Regions from separate parts of the Capsicum annuum genome. Here region 1 is linked to region 2. The links are chromatin contacts, called in public Hi-C maps. All regions are on one chromosome and are shown on one strand. The core of a region is the stretch at or near the end of the contact, and the rest is flanking DNA. Distances in the headings are between cores, read along the strand shown.

What was found. A called contact is a pair of places that touch in the nucleus more often than the background predicts.
Region 1: a contact with region 2 is called in a Hi-C map of pericarp, with 1.9 times the contacts expected there. The contact joins the enhancer-like site here to the promoter of LOC107853435 in region 2. A contact is called at or near these places in 3 of 5 Hi-C or Micro-C datasets (leaf, pericarp and placenta).

What each region holds. Positions count from the first base shown.
Region 1 is chr11:174,867,182-174,871,215 of UCD10Xv1.1, forward strand. It overlaps LOC107853435 (calmodulin-binding transcription activator 4), which reads left to right. Exons shown (of 13, transcript XM_016698428.2): 13 at 221-563. The coding sequence ends at 310. Among protein-coding and RNA genes, the nearest start is that of LOC107853435, 35 kb to the left of the region's middle. Within about 2 kb of position 1,475, at least 5 of the 5 cell types and tissues checked have an H3K27ac peak or open chromatin away from gene starts, as enhancers often do. A contact at or near this core is called in leaf and pericarp, where this site is marked.
Region 2 is chr11:174,833,063-174,837,226 of UCD10Xv1.1, forward strand. LOC107853435 (calmodulin-binding transcription activator 4) reads left to right here and starts at 1,373. Exons shown (of 13, transcript XM_016698428.2): 1 at 1,373-1,789. The coding sequence starts at 1,777.

The DNA of each region.
Region 1 (4,034 bases), core at 225-2,724, 34 kb after region 2:
TTGAAGAAAATGATGACACTATTCAGATTTCAGATTCCTCTCATTAAACCACTTGGTTTGGCACATTCTCTGGCAGCATGGTAGTTTGTAAAGCAGTGTGTGAAGCTCTACTAAGGGCAGCACATTGTCAATTTTGAAGGGATAGGGAGCATTTTGATCCTCTTTCATAGTTTGAAATCAGGGAAACTACATAAACTAATAATCTTCATTTGCACGGCAGGCCGAACTTGAAGGAGCGGACAGTGAAACAGCATCAACTGCTCATGGTTACATGTCTAACATGGAAAATGATGACATACCAGTTCCCTAGTTATTTATCTAAGTGATCTCTTCATTGTCATCCGCATCTAAGTGATCTCTTCATTGTCATCCGCACTAGTTGCAGTAGGTTCAAGAATTATACAATGAAGTTTGGTTATTGCAATTTGTAAGTTATTGTATGTATTTTTTAGGTGTTGCTGTTCATAATATGTGTTTAGGTTTGATATTTAAATTTGATGCCTGCAAGATTAGCTTGGAACTTGGAACTTTTTAAATTTGATGCCTGGGAGATTAGCTTGGAATTTTTCTTTTCTTTTCTAACATGTTTGTGCTTGAGCGCCTTTAGGTAATAAATAGTTGATCTTTTAAGGGGTAAATACTAAGGGAAGGTTGTCGTATAGTCACTTGCATGACTGCATATCGCTAGAAACTCTCAGCCCTTCTGCCTATATGTTTGATTGCAAATCAATCTCATGTCAATGGGGCTGAACTTGGAAACCAATTTATTTGCTGTTTTGACCTCCCATTATAGAGTCTACTAAATCACAATGATATTGTTGAGTCCAATTGTTTAATTCACAAAGTTCATCGATTTAAAAGTCAAATTGGACAAACAGGACAGGCAAATTTTCCAAATCGGGCAGACTCTGGAGCTAAACAAACGTTCATGTGTCGTCAATGTCCAGGAGATTTGGGATTAATTTTTTTACGAATGTATTCTTTTATTTCAACAATTTCTCAATAATATAATTGGATATTATTAGCAGTATGATTGGCTAAGCTTTTGAAATGTTAGTATTACTTTTTTAAAAATAAAAATAAAAAATAAAATCTTATTTTAGTCCGCGGAGGAGTTTTGTCAAACATTTAAATATAGAAATAAGTTGAGTTTTAATTTTTTCCAGCTAAAAAGCAAAAAACACGTAAAAGAATAAGTGTTTTTTCTAGAAGAATAAGTGTTTTTTCCAGCTAAAAAGCAAAAAATACGAAAAAGAATGAGTGTTTTTTCTAGAAGAATAAGAATACCCGTATGATTATCACCACTAAATTAATTTGTAGCTACTTGTTCCCCCTTTCCTTAAAAGTACTTTTTGAAAATATTGATCATGTCAGTTAATAAACTATTTTATTTACGATTTTAGAATGTTCCTTATGTCATTGTAGTCCTTTAAGTATTTTAGTGATACTTTCAGTAATTGCTATTTAGTCCTTTGTAATTTTTCTTTTCCTTAAAATCAACTAGATATGTGGCACCCAGTTGTACTCCTTGTTTTACCTTATGAGTTGCTTATACTGAATTCTCATATTTCAGTGAATATATTGTGCTCAATTTCCTCTCTCTTTTCTTCTCACCTTTATCTCTACTCTTCTTTACATTTTTGTTCTTTATGAATAGAGCTTGAAACAACCTAATTCGTGACTTGGTATCAGAGTTGTTCAATTCTTGCGACATTTCAATGAAGGATAAGTTCAAGGATCTTGAAGAGGGCATGAAAAAGAACACAATTTCAATTGGTGGCTATTAAAAATGCAAAACAGTTTTAATCTTTGGAATTCTCTCAGAATCAGTTCTCCGTTTAGCTAAAGGAGTTTGTTGACCAAATCAAAAACTGAAATTGATTATCTCCCAACTTGATGCTCTGAAGCGAGTTGAAGCTACTGTTTAGCTCCTTTACTCCCCAAGCTCAAAAACTTCCAGACCTCGAGGTCTGTTGCAAGCTCGCAAGTTTGGTCAGTCTTCAAACTTTTAGGGTTAGGTAACCCCTCAATCTACAATTACTAGTTATTTAATGGGGAGAAGTTTCATTTTTCCTCCTATTTTCTCTTGTCAGGCAGTTCCTTACGTCAGAACCCCATTCTCCCTTCTTCCTTCATTACTTTTATTGTTCCATTGCTCAAAACACTGCAACTCCTAATATCGTTCCCTTGTCTGGTACCAACCAAATACCCATTAATCTCCCATTACTTTATTTGCCCAATACAAACCCTCCAAAAATGCCAAACAAACCCTTTAAAGCTAAAATTAATTTTTCCTAGTTCACAGGCTCTAACCCAAAGGGTTGGATTTGCAAATGTGAACAATTTTTTAAAATATACCAAATTCCTAAGATGGTAAAGATGAGTTATTTTTCAATGCTTATGAAGGATAAGGTAGTTGTATAGTTTGATAGTCATATTTTACAGAAAAAAGGGACCAACTAGTTCCTTTTCTATACTAAGGTTTATAGGAGATTTGGCAATGTTAGGTTACTGGATATAGTGGCTGAGTTCAATAATAATAGGCAAAATGGTGGCTTGAAGCCTAAGTTGAAACCTCAAGTGGGGTTACCTAATCCTACCTCTAGTATGGATGCATATCAGTTAGCATAATCTTATGAAACTTTCTTTAAAGCCCTCCAAGGACCCACTAACCTTAGAAATTCCCAATATCCACATAACCAAACCAATCCTTCGAGAGCCATATTCCGTTATCAAGGAGTCTCTAGTTAAACCTGATGCCATAGAACTTATGTCTCCAACTAATCCCAAAATAATAGATCATGGCCCAAAGACCTAGAGTTTCCTTCAAACCAAACCTCACCACTGAAAATCTTAAGGAAAATAACTTATGTTTTAGATGTCATGATCCCTATTTCCCTGGTCATATATATATGTAAACAGGAGATCGTGGTATGTTAAGTTATGATTTGGTAAATTTGGTAAGTTATGATCGTGGTATCTACTGGTGGAGCAACATGAAGAGGGATTTGGTAAATTTTATTGCTAAGTTTATGATTTGTCAGCAAGTTAAGGTTGAGCACTTTAGGCCTAGTGGTATGTTCCAAGAGAGAAAGTTGCCTATGTTGAAGTGGGAGATTATTAATATAGATTTCATTATGGGTCTTCCGTGGTCTCACAATCAGTATGATTCTATTTGGGTCATTATGGATAGAATGACTATGTCTGATCACTTTTTTCTTATGAGGACTAACTACTCAGTATAGGATTATGTGAAGTTGTTTATTTAGGAGATCGTGAAGTTGCATGGCGCGCCAGTGTCCATTATAGCAGACCATGCTACACCATTTTCTTCTTACTTCTGGCATTTATTTAAGAAAGGTTTTGGTACGCAGGTAAACTTTAGCACCGTTTTCCACCCTCAATCAGATGGACAAGTAGAACAGACTATTTAGACTTTGAAGGATATGCTAAGGTCCTATGTGATTGATTTTAAGGGTAGTTGGGTTGACCCTATACCTCTTATAGAGTTTGCGTATAACAATAGTTATTATTCGAGCATCCAAATCGCTTCTTTTAAAGATCTTTGTAGTAGGAGCTATAGTTTTAGTATTAGATGGTTTAAGGTTAGGAATACTAGGTTGTTTGGTCCTGAATTGGTTTACCAAGCCATGGAGAAGGTAGAGTTATTAGAAAAAGACTTAAGACTATTCAAAGTCGCCAAAAGTCTTATGTCGATTTAAGATGAAGAGAATTGGAGTTTGAAGTAAATGATTGGGTATTCTTAAAGGTGTCTCTTATGAAAGGAGCCATAAGGTTTGGGAAAAGAGGAAGCTCAGTCCCTATTATATTGGTCCATATTAGATTGTAAGGAGAGTTGAGAATATTTCTTATAAGTTGGATTTACCGATGTGTTTGGGCTCTATTCATCCCATATTTTATGTCCATGCTAAAAAAATATATGCGTGATTCTTTCTTGATAGTGCCTATTGAGGATGTCGGTGTTATAGATTCCTTGTTTTATGAAGAAGTCCTAGTTGACTTATTAGATAAGC
Region 2 (4,164 bases), core at 123-2,622:
CCTAGCTAAAAGAATTAGCCGCTCATATTTGTGAAATAATCCATGAAATTCAATAAAAAAAGCATATGAATAATCTCACAATAATAGACGAAGGAAAACCAAAGTCTTAAATCAACAATAAACTGAAAACCAAGAACACAAGAATTCCAAGATCAAAATTAATCTTGGAATCAAAATATGTTTGTAAGAGTATCAAGTGCGTAAAAGTGCATAAACTAACTAAAAACATCAAAAGGCTATTTATAGGTTACATAGAACCACCCTAAAAATCCATACCAAAATGAAATAGGAAACTCGGGTCAGTGGCCACCTATGACACGACTTACGGGCCGTAGGTAGCACCTACCCCATATAGGTACTATCTCATAGGTAAATGAAAGGATCTACAACTTTAGTTTCCCTGTACTTTGGTCTTCTGTCACCTACGCTAGGTAGGTGCCAACATAGGTAGCCCAAACTTCAAATTTCAATTTTTTTTCTTCCGTTTAGCTCCTAAAACCTAGTTCCCTGCAAAATAGACACAAAAACACACAATATCTACCAAAATAGAACTAAGTACTTGAACATTTCTCGATTTTAAGCATCAAAAGTGCCATGAAGCTATGGCACATCAATAGTCAGTTGGACGAACAATGAGATTCCAAACCTGACATAAAAAGATATATTTCTAAAAAGATCGCAAACACACATCTATTTACAAAACATAAGCACATATGTACATACTCATAACACTATACATTGCACACACAACAACAACAACAACAACATACCAAGTGAAGTCCCACATTGCACATATGACTATAACATAAGAATTAATTATTCATCGACTATACGAAAGATATACATTATTATAGTAAAAAATTCGAATATACCTCAACATCAGATAGATTGTAATTTGGTTTGCTCGGCTGAACAAAAACGTTGTGCCTTTTCTTTTTTGAGGATCCAGCCTCATAGTCACCAACCTTTAAATTAATGCGTTTCTTTTTTTTCTTTGAAAGAACAACAAGGTCTTCATCAACCTTCTGCTTTCCTTTAGAATGATTTTTTTCTTGAATTTTGGATGGACCAACACCTTTCTTGTGCTATGAACGAGTCATTTTCTGAGAAAAGATTGACTATGAATGTGGCTTTTGGATCATGGAGAGAATTACTTTGAGACCTAGCAACTCGAGATGGAGGAAGTTTTATTGCTTGACCTTTTTTCTTCCACTTAGAAGTATTAGGACTATGAGAATGTGTGTTCAAGCCTTTTTAACGGTAGTATGCATTTAACGATGCTAAAATTTGGGCCAAATAGAAGCAAAAATCAGATGGTTAAAAAATGGTAATAAAATGAGCCGACGGGCTTCGAGTTCTATTTCTCAAAAACGTGAATAATTTCAATGACGCCATGTCCTTTCCCTATTTTACTTATTTCAATTACAAAGTGTGCTAAGCGGTAAAACAGCGAGCTTACACGTTTAAGATGGTGAGGAACCAATATGTAACAAATGAGTAGAGGATTACTTCCAAATAAATTAAAAAGAACCAAAAAGAACTCCATTTCTGGAGCGTGGTAGCTTTCACTCTCAGGTCTCAGCTCGTTACATCGACTTACAAAATTCAAGCTGTCCTTTTCCAGTTAAAATAGATATATTCACACATCCTCTCTATCTCTGCCGGTCCATTTTGGGTGTCCATACGATCTGTTCAACTTGGTTAAGAAATTGAAATGAAAGCCGGCTGGAAGATTTCTCTGCACTTCTGAATTTCTTTTATTGATTGCTCCAAATTATGGCCGAATCAGGTAATATAACTCTACTTCGATCACTTAGGCTTTCAGTCCGATTTTATTTTATTTATTTTCTGTTACTGTGAGCTCTCTCATTTTTCTGCTAAATCTCTTCAATTACTTTTAGCGTTTTCTTTAGATGAATTGAATTCCGCGTTTCAATATTTGGTTAAACCCGTACTTTTAGCGTTTTTTTTAAGTATTGGTGAGAACGGATCAACACTAGAAACAAACTAAATAAGTGAAAGATTACTAGATCTAGTCACAAAAACTGTTGGCCAACACAACAATACTTCAAATTTCGCCCAAGGTCCAACACAACACAATGTCTCTTACTTTGGTAAGATCTTCCCAAGATTGGTTTTGTAAGAACAAAATCAAGCCTTGAGCTTTGATACCAAATGATACAAGGAAGACCAAGAAGACACTAAAACATACACCAAAACAGTCCACAAGTTCTAGGAACCGAGGACCCCTTTGATGACCACTCTCGGATTCAACAAATAAGAGCAAGAATGAAGAGATTACAAGGTGTTTAACACACAAGGCAACCAACAACCAAACTAAGTTACAAAACAAGAAGAAGAACACAACAATATTGTAACAACAACTCATGGCTTCCCTAGAAACGAGAACAAACTAGTACAAACGATTACAAGCATAAAATGAACAAAGGATAGATAGTTAGACATTGGTTGGTATAATCTTAAGAACCCAAGAACATGTGATACTCTTGGACCCTTAACACTACACACAACGGTTAACCTAACTCCTACGTTGACATAAGAGGGACTTTACCTCCTCTAAACACCAACTTCTCACGCCATGAATGCAACACTAGTGATTCCACACTAGTATCACCCTAGTTTCGGGTTGCCTCCTAAAGAGGAGAGAGGACTTGTCTTTCAAAGTGTTATACAACTTACAAATATCATCAAAGTTTAAGACAAAATGACCTACAATGTTCTATTTATACTATATTACAATTAGAATACAAAATGACCAAAAGGCCCTTTAATGAAAAGCCTCAAAATGCCACCCATGGAGTGTAGTGTAGGTTCGGTTTTGGTGTGTGTTTTAGGCCCTCTTTTGCATTTTTCTTGCACACTCCAAGCCTCGGGTTCATTACACTTTCACACGTCCATCCTCGTGGTTGTACTTGTATCACTATCACACCCCGCCATTACTGCCCAATTAAAACTATTACCACACAATCAACAACAACAACATAGCCAGTATATTCCCACATAGTGGGGTCTGGGGAGGGTAAAATATACGCAGTCCATACCACTACCCCGACGGGGTAGAGAGGCTGTTTCCGATAGATCCCCGGCTCAGGATCAAGGACCATCCTTCATACCAAACACGCCCTAAATATAAAACAAATCCAAGTTGAATAGAGAAAATAGAAAATAGAGGCTCAGATCTGTATTAAGCTCGGGCAGCAAGAGAGTCCAACAACGCCTTGGCTGCAAAACCATCAGAAAAGCTGGTAGCATGCCCCGTCAAGATGCGCGTCGGATAACATCAAATGATCAATTAATCTGCTCGGAAGGGAATAAAATATGACAAAATCATCATCGCCTAAAAGTAGTGGTATCGTCATACCGACTATAGCTTGTAAACAATGTCCTTAGCCAACCTTTTAAAGAAGCAAAGGGATTCCTATGTACCCACAAATTACATTAGATTACATTATTATCAAGTTTACTTGGGGGATTCCTATGTAGCCCACAAGTAGTTCATTATTATGTTTTCTTGGGGGATTCCTTTGTACCCCACAAGGCTTTCAATTAAACCAAACCATGACCATCAAGACCTTACCATTTAGCCATTTAAAACCATTTAAAACCATCCAAACCAAGTTAAGTTCCATTACCAAGTTATACTATGCAATAGTTTTATTTAAAGTTCAACTATGTAGCAAAAACATTCTCATATGCATTTTATCAAACACATTGGGGGCATATTGTTTCCAAATTCAAAACTAAGCACCAATTAACCATTTCCATGCAACCACATGTTCAAACCACCATTATGTTATGAAAACCACAAGCAAAAGACATGGGAAAACCATAACCAACCATTATAACCAAAACCCCTAAAGTATAATTCAAAACCCGAACATTATCATTTATGCCATGAGAAAAATTCATAAAACATTCCTTTAATTAGAACTAACAATGAGGGAGAAGTAATATGCCTTAGATAGTGAAGAAGATAAAAAGAAACCACCCTCGTAAGCCCCAAATTGATTGTGTTGAAGAAACCCTAGCCTTCCTTGACCCAAAAGCCTTGAGAGAGATTGGAGAGAGTTTAGAGTGTTTGATTGATTGCAAATAGGTTAATGAAATCCCAAAAAGGTGTTTTAAGTCGTGGGGTCCCAAGGA